Linked DNA regions of Mus musculus: all the other regions are linked to region 2. A link is a contact called in public HiChIP or PLAC-seq and promoter capture Hi-C data. All regions are on one chromosome and are shown on one strand. Each heading gives the region's core, a stretch centred on a gene start, on an enhancer-like site or on the middle of the called end of the contact. The rest is flanking DNA. Distances are from core to core; before and after follow the strand shown.

Region 1 (4,305 bases), core at 166-2,665, 300 kb before region 2:
TGTAGTATATGTAAAAAGTGCTTTCCTTCAAGTCAGATGCCTGCAATATTTTGAGGGAAGGTAGACACACACACACACACACACACACACACACACACACCATTAAGAGCTGGGGAGATGACTCAGTGAGTAAAGCGTTTGCCACACAATCTTAAGGACCTGAATCTGAATCTCCAGAACCCAAGAAAAACAAAACAAAACACAGTGTGGTATAAAAATCAGTAATTGTGAGACACTTGAGGGTATAGGGGACCAAGAAGAAAAATTCCTGGAAGCCTGAGGGCCCAGTTCCGAGGCTGTCCTTTGTCGTAGAAAGAAGTACAAGTGTGCCTGTACATCTGCAACATTAAAAGTTGGTTGTTGGAGTAGGGTTTTTTTGGTTTGTGTTTTTGAGGCCATCTACACAGCTTTGGCTGGCCTGGGACTCAGAAATACCTGCCTCTGCCTCATGAGTACCATCATACCCCCCAAATTACAACACACACACACACACACACACACACACACAGTAGTAGAGCATTTGCTTATCAAGTGTGAGGCTATTGGTACATCCCATATAGCTTTTTAAAATTTTGAAGGATAAACCTGGGTGGGACATGCCTGCAATTCCAGCTCTAGGGAGAAAAGACTGGTGGCTTGCTCAAGGGCAATCAAGGCAACACAAGACAAGTAGAAACTGCCTCAAAAGCAAACAAACCAGCATGGTCAAACCAAGGCAAGGAACAGTCCTAATCCCACCACAGGGTCAGTTTCCATCCCCGCTGCTTTCCAGAATGACAGATCCAGTGCTGTGCACAGCATGAATCCTCGGAATCTGGGTTTTTCTGTTCAGAACGTTGCAGCTGGGGCTCATGTACGACATCACAAGTTCATTTTAGTGCTAAGTAGAATTCCACGAAGCTTACCCAGTGCGCTACAGAAAGACACCCTTCTTGGCCATAAAGCAAAAGACTTCCCCCTGCTGGTTAGTTGAGATAATTTAAATTTCTCAGGAAGTTGAAAAAGCAAAGAGGATCATGAGAAAAGTTGCTCATGTTGGGCTATAGCGGCTCAGCAAGGCATCAGGGGTCTTAGCAGAAAGAGAAGGGGTGTCTGCCCCGGCCTGGGTCCTTGTCTGGCTTAGACGCTGGTCTATCTTCTGACCAGCCTCCTTCCTGAGACTGCTCAAAGCTACAAGAACTAACTGAACAGAAATCCCCAGAAGGGCTGGCAGTTCGGCTTGAGAAGGAGAACGTGACCCTCGTAATTCACACTACGCGAGCCAGATATGAGGGTGCAGACCCCGCGGGCTTACCTGTGGGTCCCCTGAACCCTTGAGACATAGTGCCGGCAAGGCCCGCACCTGTGGCCGTAAGATGGCTGGCTCCCCAGAGTTCACTTTCGTTTCCTTGAAAAGGCTTCCCCGCCCAACTGTTGGGCCAAGAGGAGGGAGGGGTTTGCTCCCGGTAGCCGAGCAGCAGCATCCTGCCCACCATAAGGGCTGGGCCGCCGTAGTCCACGCCCACCGCCTTCCTCACCACTCCACCTCCACTAGCAGGGCACTATATACGTTCTCTGAGAGCTTGGGAGCTATTTACTTCACTGACAAGCTTATTTTTGTTCACGGTATTTTGGAAAGCTTCACTCAACAGCGCCCTCTCCGCCCTGTGAGGAAGTTCCTTTTCCGTGTTTAATCCCTACTGCTTGCGAGATTTACAAGTCTGTCCACTCCTAGAGTGACCATTGGCCAATGCCCTGTCCCCACTAGCCTGTCCTTCATTCCCCCTGTTGGCTGCTCCAAACTTCCTATCTTTTTGTAGATAAAATTCTTTACCTTCACGTATTCTGTTCTTTAGCCTAGAATGTTCCTCCCCCTTTCCTTGTTTTGTTTTTGAGACTTCAGAGGAATTCCACTTCCATATCCCTGGGTACCTGATGCGTTTGTACCAGTGTCAGCACCCAGCACATGGTGCAAGTAGGCCAGCATATGGCAGTCTGGGCATCTAGTGTATGCTACAACGTCAGCACCCAGCAGCACACACAGTGTAAGTAGAAGCCCCAGCATGTAGCAGTCTGGGCAAGATGGATGGCTCAAAAGTCACTCCCAATCATGTCCTCCCTGTTTGGTATAGCTGCCTGCCTTCAGTGCTCCCGGGGGCACTCCAGTGGGCAGGGCTGTTCTCGCCTATATCCCCTGCACAGTGAGTCCCAGACAGTCATAGGTGAGTGGATAATAGTGCACTCTAAGTAAAACAATTTGCGGAACAGAAACTTGGGGGGGGGGGGATAAAAAATGGCAATCAACACAGGAAAAGAGCTCAATCTTGTGCCATCAGGGAAACTCAGGAAAGGTCACAGTGAGTAGGTGTTCTTGTCCACTCACCAGTGTGGCACCATTAACTAGCACATAGGAGGACCAAGAAGGAGCAACCCCAGTCACTGCAGGAAGTCATTACTTAGAAACACACCCCATGGTTTAACCATTATATGCATTTAGCAGGATAAGCTACACAACACTGAAAGCAATCAAACTAAAATAAGCAGATGTTCCCACCTTAGGATATTACACAGCAATTGAAGTAAAAACCACAGCCAAATGCAGCAGATGGGAAACAATGTAACAATACTGAAAGAAGACCTCCTGTCCCAAACCAAGCAAAACCAAGGTCAATCATGTATTGCACAAGACAGGTTCAAGTCCAAGGCATTCTAAATGGAAGGAATGTTCTGGGGGCTAATGATCCACTGAGGACCCGCAGACAGTCTCATTCCTAAACTTTGTCTCGCTCCCTTGATAACTGTCCTAACTCTCCCAGCCTCACTAGGTGGCACCTCCACTGCAACCTGGGGCTGTTTACCTTTTCCAGGTTTTCCCCTCAACTGGAGGGCCTTGGGAACAAACAGGTGACAGTCCTGTCACAAGCAGCTTACTTCCCTAGGAGCTTGGGAGCCTCCTGCCAGGTTCCAATTCAGAGGGCTACTCCTTAGTCACCACCCAAATAACTAACTCAGTTGTGTCTAAAATAAGGTATCACAACCTCCCCCTTGGCGCTTGCAGGCCAGGAAGATTTATTTATTTTATGTATAGGAATACACTGTAGCTATCTTCAGACACCCCAGAAGAGGGCACCAGATTCCATTACAGATGTTGTGAGCCACCATGTAGTTGGTGGGAATTGAACTCAAGATCTCTGAAAGAGCAGTCAGTGCTCTTAACCACTGAGCCATCTCTCCAGCCCCGAAACATTCATTTTCTAAACTCACAGGGCCTTCCCCAGCAGTCTAACTTGCTCAAATAATCTGGGAGGCTTTCAGGAGACAAAAGAATGATGTATCACCTAGCTATACCGACCCTGAGAGATGTTCTACAGATGTTGATAGCCACAACCAGCTTTTGGTTTTGTTTTGTTTTTGAGACAGGGTCTCATACAGTTCAGGGTCACCTAAAACTCCTCCAATATACAGCTAAGGCTGACTGACTCTGAGCCCTTATAATTCTGTCTCTCCCTTCCAAGGGCTTCTAATTTTGAAATTACTAGAAAGCAAGAACTGTTTTGGGTAGCTGTCCCCCTTCCCCCCAAAAAAGAGGTCTCCAGAAGAAGGGACATCCTTTTATTACTGAGTCAGAGTTCTCCAGTAAATGAAAGGAAAAGACGTGTATGCCAGTAAGGTTAGTGGTTACATAATAAAGTTATAATATTAACGACAATGCCAAAACAACTGTCAGAACAACAGCTAACAGTCCTGTATAGACCATTCCGAGTGCACATCACGCACATTTAGCTTCATGGGCAGCCCACAAAATAACTCTCTAAACCCTATGGCTCTATGTATTAAATCCTGTCTGGTACTCAAGCTGTTTGTCCTATGCAAGCTCAGTCCTGTGAGTAGTACTTGGTCAGCTGCTGGGGTGGCTCTGGCCAGTAGAGACTCAGCTATTGGCCCACATCTGGGCCCCTCTGAGTTAGGACTCAAGGTAAGGGATTCTCATCCACTGTTTTTCCTTCCTCTTCTCCCCCAGTCCCAGCCTGAGCTCTGCTCAGTCCTAGCTCCTGCAAGACAATGGCCCCATCTTTAGCTTGTGGAGTAAGTGTTGTATGGGGTCAGCAACAACAGACTGGGCCCTGAGTGCTGCAGCATTTCTTGGAAAACAGGTGGATTTCACTAACAGCCAATTTGCCAGATGGACAATTCATAAAATAGCCAATATATGGAATTTACTTTTTCTCCTTGTTTTTTGTTGTTGTTGTTTTGGTTTCTTTTTTTTTTTTTTTGAAGACAGTTTCTCTGTGTAGCATGGGCTGTCCTAGAACCCACTCTGTAGAC
Region 2 (3,820 bases), core at 253-2,752:
CAGTAAGCTGAGCCTGGTGATACATGCCAGTCATACCAGCAACAAGAATCCAGGCTGGAGAAATGGCTCACGGGTTTAGGGGCACTTGCAGCTCTTGCAGAAGCCCTGGGTTCTGTTCCCAGCACCCACGTGGTAGCTCACAGATGCCTCTCCTCCAGAGTTCTGGGAAAGGGACCCCGCACTTGTCCAGAGGGTCCCCAGCACTACAGAAACCAGTATGGCGGTGCACATCTGGAATCCCATCACTTTGGTAAGCCAAAGCAGGAATATCATAAAGATCCAAAGCCATCCTTAGCTACACGGCAAATATGAAGCCAGTCTGGGACACAAGAGACCTTGTCTCAAAAAGGAAGGGAAAGGAGCTGGGCTAAACGCTGTCATCAAGACAGAACTAGGATCCGAAAGGAAAAAGAAGGAAGAGTATTTCTGTTTTTTTCTTGACCCTGCACCTGGTGGAAAGCACAAGAGGGCAGCCAGGTACACAGCTAGACAAAGCAGGGGGGGCTTCTACGATACTCCCACCACAGACCCCCATTTACCTGAGTATTGGACTTTCTTCGCTTCTTTTCAGGGCTCTTCATTTGCAGACCTAGAAGAGCAGCAATGGGCAGACGGAGGCAAGTTTTCCCGAGGTTTCTACAAGTCTCTTTCCTCCCAGCCACTCTCCAGACTCTAACTTCCACGTACACTTGCTTACTTATTTAAGAAACAGGGGTGAGATATGAAAAATGGCTAGTATGACTATACTCTCAGCTACGTCTTCCTGCAAATCAAAGATAACCCAATCTCTTGAAACTACCAGGTTTGTCTCAATTCAGTGTCATCCAAAACCTGAAGTGTTCTGTGACACCTGTCTCCAACCACTGACCCTTCTCACCTGAGGCTACCTCCAGGCTCCTAGGCAACCTCCCCCATCCCCCAACCGTTCCATCCGAGGTTCCAGGGTCCCGGGCCTCAACAGCCCCTGCCCTTCTCTGCGCTCTCACCGGCCTTGCCCTGCTTCCTCCCGGTGCTGGGCGGCGCGGGGGGCGGTGCGGGGCCGCTGCCTCCCTCCAGCTTGTCCGGTGGGGGCGGCGCCGAGGCGGCCATGGATTGGGGACCCGAGTCAGCGTCGGCGGGGGATGGAGGCGTCCTCGGGCCGCACCATCGCCCGGAGGGGAGTCAGGGGCAGCGCAGCCCCCCCGAGCAGCAGCAAGCCCTAGCCACGCCGAGGGGGAAAGCACAGAGCCGTTGCACCAACTGCGCGCCTGCTCCAGACTCACCGCCCGCCCGCAGCCACAGCAACCGGAACCGGAACTCCAATGGGTCACCACCACGGAACGCGGTGGGGAGGGAAAGCAGGGAAGGGCCCAGACGCCGCACCCAGGAAGGCTGGGCCTCGCCACGCCACTCCTCCGAAGTGCGCCTGTCGCCGCCCAGCTAGCCCGGTAGCAGAGTGGAACGCACCACTCGACAGGGGCCGTGCGAGCTGCGGGTGGGCCTGGGGGCGGTCCGGACACGCCCCTTCCCGCCGCGAGCCAGTCGCCTTGCAGATACGTCCCTACCGCACAGCCTCGCAGCTCCCCAAATCTCTGCAAACTGGTGCCTGCGGGCTGGCGCTGGCTTGGAGCCCACTGGACCTAGCCCAGATGGGGTCCGTCACCACCTCCCACAGACAGCCCCCATCAATCAGACTTTCCAGAGGAGTTGAGAGGCCGAGGTAAAAGAAATACGAACTTTAATGAAGACTATTTCCCTTTGGTATAAGACATCCAAACCAAAAATTTGGCGACCATTCCTTGTCCAGAAAGCCTACACACAGAGTGAGCTTGCAAGGTTTCTGTGCTGGCTGCAGCTGCCCGAAAGCAGAAGGTAGGATCTAAAACTATCACATCATAGTCCCACAACACTGCTCAGCCAAATTTCTGCTCAGTTGTCTTGGCGAAAAAGAAAAAGGGGGGGGGGAGGAGTGGGGTACAATCCTGTCCTAGTTAAGGCCAGGGAGTAAAATCCCAACAGTTGTTTAAAAAAAAAAATAAAAGTTTGGAAAAGTCATCGAGGTGATGTATAAATGTAATTGATTATCATAATTCTGTGCTCAAAAGTCAGCAATGAAAAACAAAACCAGGAAAATAAATCTACAGCCCTAAAATGTATACATGTTTTTTAAAAAAGAGAGTGCAGTTCCAGACCTGCAAATGGTATTGGGGATTGTCTACTGCTTCAGTCTTATTGCCTCCACAAAACCCACACTGACTGTACACACCCTGGAGGCCCAAGTCAGACGCACACACCTATCCCAAAGGAGGGAGGCAGGATGGGGTTACAGTGAGGGCTATACTTTGGCTGTAGACTATAACACACATGCAAACATGGGAGGAGCAGGCTTGAGAAATGTATACAGACCCCTTGGAGGAAAGGCATTGAGGTCAGGAGGCACTGAGCAAGATGGGTCCAGTCCTGCCCCTCCCCGCTACCATCAGGAAGAAGGCTCTGGGGTAATCGCTCTTTTTGGTTTTTGGAGACAGGTTCTCTCTCCATAGCCCTGGCTGTCCTGGAACTCACTCTGTTGTAGATCGGATGGCCTCACAATTCCTCCTGTCTCTGCCTCCTGAGTGCTGTGATTAAAGGCGTGCGCCACCATATTCAGGCTTGGGGCAATCTCTTAAGGGCTGCACATCCGAAAGGCAGAGCAGATAGCGGCCACTCCTGTCCCTATTCTCCCTAGACACAGGAAGGGGTGCTGAATAGGACAGGGCTCCAGAAGCCAAGGTGGCAGTAACCCCTGTCCACACGTGAAGGGCCTGAGAACTCTGCATTAAGTATCTGCAGACCTATGATAGTCAAAGGCACAAAGTTTAAGGGGAAGCAGAGGGAGTGGGATATGTTATGCGGGATCTGGGGTACCCTGAAGACCCAGGAGTAAACCAGAGGTATAATTATTTCCCTTCCCCCAAAGGGCAGTTGCTCCACTGGGCCTATCATCACAGGGCATTTTCCATTATAAGAACCCACCCTTTGGGGGGGAAGGGCATCAGGTTGGCACAGGCAAGGCCCAGACAAGGGACCACTCTGCACATTAATACTTTGGTGAAGTTTGGCCAGAGGCAGGATGCTACCCCAGGCTCCTTACTGAAACCCTCTTTTTCTCTCTCTCAAGTGGGCACTAAACCCATGTCCTCGTTGCTCCCAGTTCCCACCCAAGGCCAGACCCACAAAACAGAGGTCCCACAAGTTAGAGAATACGGGAGACGGAAATGGAGAGCATCCTGTTGGAGAAGCTGAGAAGGATCACACTTTCCGATCCACGGGTTGCTGTAGGCACAGTTCGCTGCCCGCAGAGATGATGGGCAAGTGATTGTCCATGTGGTAGCTGATCAGGTGACTGACACTCTCAAAGCGGTGATCCTTTGTCCGAACCTGGGAGGCAGGGAGAGAAGGTTGGGTCAAGAGAAGAGCTCAGGAAGACTGAGGAAGGCGGGCCAGCAGCCGTGATTATCCAGGCATCTTTACAGAAAAGACAGTCACATGGGTGGGAATGGGCAGTGAACTGGGCGAAGGGGAAGGAGACCAGAAATCACGGAAGCTGACAGTGAAAATTCTGACTTGAAGGAAGCTGGTGTCTCTCAAAAGTGACACAATGCAAAACCAAGGTGGAAAAAATGCTGAGAAGAGAAAAGAAACTGAGCAGAGCGGTGGCGGCACAGCCTTTAATCCCAGCGCTGGGGAAGCAGGGCAGGCGGAGCGCTTCAGTTCGAGGTCAGCCTGGTCTACAGAGTGAGTTCCAGGGCTACACAGAGAAACCCCGTCTTGAACCTCACCACCACCCCTCCCCTAAAAA
Region 3 (4,282 bases), core at 1,253-3,752, 430 kb before region 2:
GCTAAAGGCTAGGCTCACAACCAAAATATAAGGGAGTAGAGGTGTGTTTTCAAAACTCAGTATTTATTCTGATTTTAGTGTATGAGTGCTTGCTTGAATGTATGACCACAGAGCCCATAGAGGTGTGGCTCCTGTGGAACTGCTGTGAGCCACATACGTGCTGGGAAGGGAAGTCTGCCCAAGCAGCCGTGCTCTAAGCCTGAGCATCCCCTGGACCTCACCTTACTGACCCTGTTCTGCAGACATGAAGGGTTCTGCAGGTGGAGTAGATGACCTGGAAGGGAAAGTAGAGGTGTGGCTTGGCATGGTGGCACACACTGGCTATCCCAGGACTAGGATGGTAGAGGCAGGGGGACCTTAAGTTTGTAGAGGCTTGGACTACATTAAAAAACAAAAACCAAATAAACACCACCACCACCCTGTCTCAACACCAACACTGACAAGCAAACACCTGGATTTGAGGCAGACCTGGTCTGCCCGTTGCTTCCCATGTGACTAACCCAGGACACATTGATCAGCTGAGCATTGAGATCCTTATTTGAAAAAGGAGGCTCCTTACACCTTCGCCCCTTCACAGTGCAGGAATCCAACACTCAGGACCTGAACCTGGGCTCTTACAAATATGTTCAGTCTGAATTCTAAAAAAGCATTACTCTGACTCCCCAGATGGGGCAGAAGGAGCATTGCTGCATGTAAACATCCTCTTTCCTTACACACGAATTCAGAAAACTGATAGGTACTTACAGCACCTGGTGGCAAATCGTAGCTATGCTCAGTAAGACCAGATGCTAGATGGCTCAGTGGTGAAGAGGACCAACTCCACTCCCAGTACCACATCTGGGGATCCAGAACCCTCTCCTTCATCTGCAGACACTGCACACATCCACACAAATAAAAATAACCAGGGCTGGAGAGAGGCTCACCAGTTAAGGGCACATACACGTCCATGTGCTAACTACTGCTTGTAGCCCTTGCTCCAAGGGACTGGATGCCTCTGGTCTCTGCAGAAAGGTGCACATACCAACCACCCCTCTTCACATCACTAAAAATTGGAAAAAAAGCCGGGAGTGCTGGAGGCACTTTAACCCCAACTGTGGAGAGGCAGAGACGGGGGTAACTCTGAGTTCATGGCCAGCCTGGTCTAAAAGCAAGTTCCAGGACAACAGTTATATAAGTAAAATTCATACACATACATACATTCACACACACAGAAACATACATACACAATCATACATACATATACTCACAGACACATACATATACACACAGGCACACACACATAAACATATATTCACACACTCACCCACATATATACACATTAATACACATATATACAAACTCACATATATACATACACATACATACACTCACACATAGACACACATACACACATATACACACACACAGACACTCACACACACATACACACATACATACAAAAACACACACTCATACTCACAAACACACACACACAGACACATACAGACACATACACATACACACACACCTACACATATACACTAATACACACATACACACACACACATACACTCTCTCACACCCATTCACATGAATCTAATTGTGATGCTCAAAGGAGGAGAACAAAGGACATGCTGGGGAAGACTAAGCCACAGAGGAGAACCACACTGCTCTGTATTCTCCAGGGATACAGAGTGGCAGGGCTGTAGAGGGAGAAGTGAGGGGGAGGCTCAGCTGCTGGCTGTTCGTTGCGTTGGAACACTCTGGCATCAGCAGTTTCACAGAACACTCCAGTAGGTGTCTGCACAGGAAGTACTTTTCATGAAGGGAGGCGATTGTCAGGATGAATGGGACCAATTCACTGAGCGGGGTACAGCTCAGTGGCAAAACCCTGGCACATGCAACCCAGCTCCACAACACAACAAAACCAGCAGACAGACCCACGACCGACGGACAGACTGATGGACCGACCAACCAACCAACCAAAACAGCAACTAACTGAACAAAGCAAATGACTGTTTTCCTGGCAAAGCATTTATTGAAAGTAACACTTCAGGGTAAACCATCTTCCGGAAGGCACACAGCTACGCTGACCGGTGAAGAGAGCCAACAATTTATAAGATTCCATTATAATAACAATTGCCAAGGCACCTGCATTACAACCTTTTAAATATTTTAAAAAGTTAAAATGACGTATCAGTTGATATTTTAAATGTAAAATCCTCCTGACAGCATTTGGAACAGCTAAGAGCTTAACAGAATGATTCCTGCCTCAATGATCTGTTGACAGAGCAGTCTTCAAAAATAGAATTAAAATTGTGAACAACATGACCCAGCCTAGGTCCAGGGGAAGACTAGGAGTCAAAACACCCTTTCTACAGTAAAGGGCACATTTCAAGATGGCAACTGCTGTGTCATCGTTTATTTTGATTTATGGACTGTATCAAAAATCCTTGAGACAAACTACCCTAAATGCACCCTTGTTTCTCAACTGCAGTTTTTTTCTTGTCCCAGTAGATGGCAGTAGAACACCATCTTTCATTGCATAGGGTCCATGAAGCCGGGAAGCTAAATTACAGGGAAGGCTCTTACAGGTCAAGTTTCTTCAAGGCCAAGTTAGTGGGATGTAGGTGGCAAAGAGAAGACAAAAGATTGATCCCAAGGGAGTTTACGGTTAAATGGGTGCTGGCTACAGAAGACAGAAAGACGACCAATGGCTGTCTGGTCCCAGGAAGGGAGCAATGAAATCCTAAGTTTCAGAAGCATGTACAGGGGGCATGAATCTAGATGCACTGGCTTCTTGACTGAGGCCAGGAAAAATAAGTCATTAGCTCCTAACGAAAATGTTAACAGACTCATCTAGTAAGCAAAGAATGACTTACAGTTGTTCTTGAATTAAACATTAAGACCTATCCAACAGGGGCAACACTGGTAAATAATCTAAACACCAAACAAGGACTATTAAGGTAGGACCTGTGTTGAGAAGAGCCAGCTTTCCCTACTGGTTCTCTGCCCAGCTCCCCTTCCTGTGGCAGAGACCAGTGACTGAACTCCAGCACCACAGACGCAGACTCTAAACGGCCAACAATACAGGCTGTTCTTACAGATGCCTATTAAAGCATTCTCAGTAACCGGAAGGGACACCTGTTTCTTTACCACCACTTGCTTTTGTGCATACTCACTAGACTTCCTCCATTGTTTCTATTCCTTCATTCAGGTTTTTAAAAAGTTTATGTGCATGAATGTTTTGCTTGTATGTGTACCATGTTCCTGCCCAGTACCCTCAGAAGCCAGAAGAGGGCGCCAGATCCCCTAGACCTGGACAGCATGTGGATACTGGAACTAACCAGGGTCTTCTACAAGTGCAGCATTTTCCACCTCTGAGCCATTTCTTTGGCCCAAGGTGTAACCCAAGAGTAACCTCTAATTCAACTCCTCCTGTCTCTGCCTCCTCAGCACATCCTACTGGCCAGCGCCCCCTCAGACAGTGATTAGAATACATCTGGACAGAATCTGCTATGCTATTACAGGAAGTAGAAATGCCCTTTGCCTTCCTGTATTCTTTTTGGAGACACCCTTGCTCTATTGCCAAGGTTAGTTTTGGACTCTTGGACCTCCTGGACAGCTGGATGGATTACAGATGCCTTCCGTTCTCAGGGGTCCCTGTCTAAGTCCATACTCTGGAACAAAGAAAGCAGTTTTTTTACAAATAAGTTTTGCTAAAGGAGAAAAAGTGGACAGCTCTCTAGATGCTATAGATGTTCACAGCATCTTGAGGGTTCACCAGAAGAAACACCCCCCCCCCAGACAGAATCAATTCAAAGGAATAAAGATAACAAGAAAATACCTTTATCAGGAAGAAAAGGACAAAAAGCTCAATCTTTTGGAGCTCGGAGGACAAGCCCCAGCTGGCAGGCTCACCAGTGAGTGGTTAGGACACCCTGCTGCGCTTAATTGTTTTTAGCACGGTAGGATAGGGTACTTTATGCTACCACCCAGCTGTGAGTCCCCTGGCTCCTGTCAGCTTGTGTCACAACCTAAGAAGAAAATAGCAGCTTTAACATCTCCCTCACTGGCCTTCCACTAGTCTACAGTATTTTTGCTTTTTATAGCCCCATGCCCTACCATGAAGACTGGACTATATATAAACTCTGTCTCCTCCACTTTCACTCATGTAAAGCAAATATGGAGGGAGCACGCTCAGGCGTGTGGCAGAGGCCAGGTGACACCGACCTGCCAGGCCGGTGTTCATCAGAGTCATGAGGCGTGTGCCCAAATCCTTCCCCACCCAGAAACATTTTAT

The links. Promoter capture Hi-C pulls out the DNA fragments that hold promoters and counts their contacts. HiChIP or PLAC-seq counts read pairs in DNA pulled down with a chosen protein or histone mark.
Region 1: a contact with region 2 is called in a promoter capture Hi-C map of macrophages, with 6 read pairs. The contact joins the promoter of Adar here to the promoter of Pygo2 in region 2. A contact is called at or near these places in 1 of 39 promoter capture datasets (macrophages), 4 of 484 Hi-C or Micro-C datasets (the G1E-ER4 cell line, bone marrow-derived macrophages and embryonic stem cells), 13 of 115 datasets of contacts at active chromatin or transcription factors (acute myeloid leukemia, astrocytes, bone marrow-derived macrophages and 9 more) and 5 of 9 other capture datasets (adipose tissue, embryonic stem cells, liver and 2 more).
Region 3: a contact with region 2 is called in an H3K4me3 HiChIP or PLAC-seq map of bone marrow-derived macrophages, with 3 times the contacts expected there. The contact joins the enhancer-like site here to the promoter of Pygo2 in region 2. A contact is called at or near these places in 1 of 39 promoter capture datasets (embryonic stem cells), 12 of 484 Hi-C or Micro-C datasets (B cells, the G1E-ER4 cell line, the N1E-115 cell line and 7 more), 14 of 115 datasets of contacts at active chromatin or transcription factors (astrocytes, bone marrow-derived macrophages, embryonic basal ganglia and 8 more) and 2 of 9 other capture datasets (embryonic stem cells and macrophages).

What each region holds. Positions count from the first base shown.
Region 1 is chr3:89,727,828-89,732,132 of GRCm38.p6, reverse strand. Adar (adenosine deaminase, RNA-specific) reads right to left here and starts at 1,415. Exons shown (of 15, transcript NM_001146296.1): 1 at 1,295-1,415. The coding sequence starts at 1,322.
Region 2 is chr3:89,427,896-89,431,715 of GRCm38.p6, reverse strand. It overlaps Pygo2 (pygopus 2), which reads right to left and starts at 1,502. Exons shown (of 3, transcript NM_001293768.1): 1 at 987-1,502; 2 at 540-589. The coding sequence starts at 1,089. Shc1 (src homology 2 domain-containing transforming protein C1) reads right to left here. Exons shown (of 12, transcript NM_001113331.2): 12 at 1,687-3,399. The coding sequence ends at 3,271.
Region 3 is chr3:89,856,556-89,860,837 of GRCm38.p6, reverse strand. It overlaps She (src homology 2 domain-containing transforming protein E), which reads right to left. Exons shown (of 6, transcript NM_172530.3): 6 at 1,992-4,282. Among named protein-coding and RNA genes, the nearest start is that of Gm46811, 13 kb to the left of the region's middle. Within about 2 kb of position 2,502, at least 35 of the 459 cell types and tissues checked have an H3K27ac peak or open chromatin away from gene starts, as enhancers often do. A contact at or near this core is called in bone marrow-derived macrophages, cerebral cortex, cortical neurons and 1 more, where this site is marked.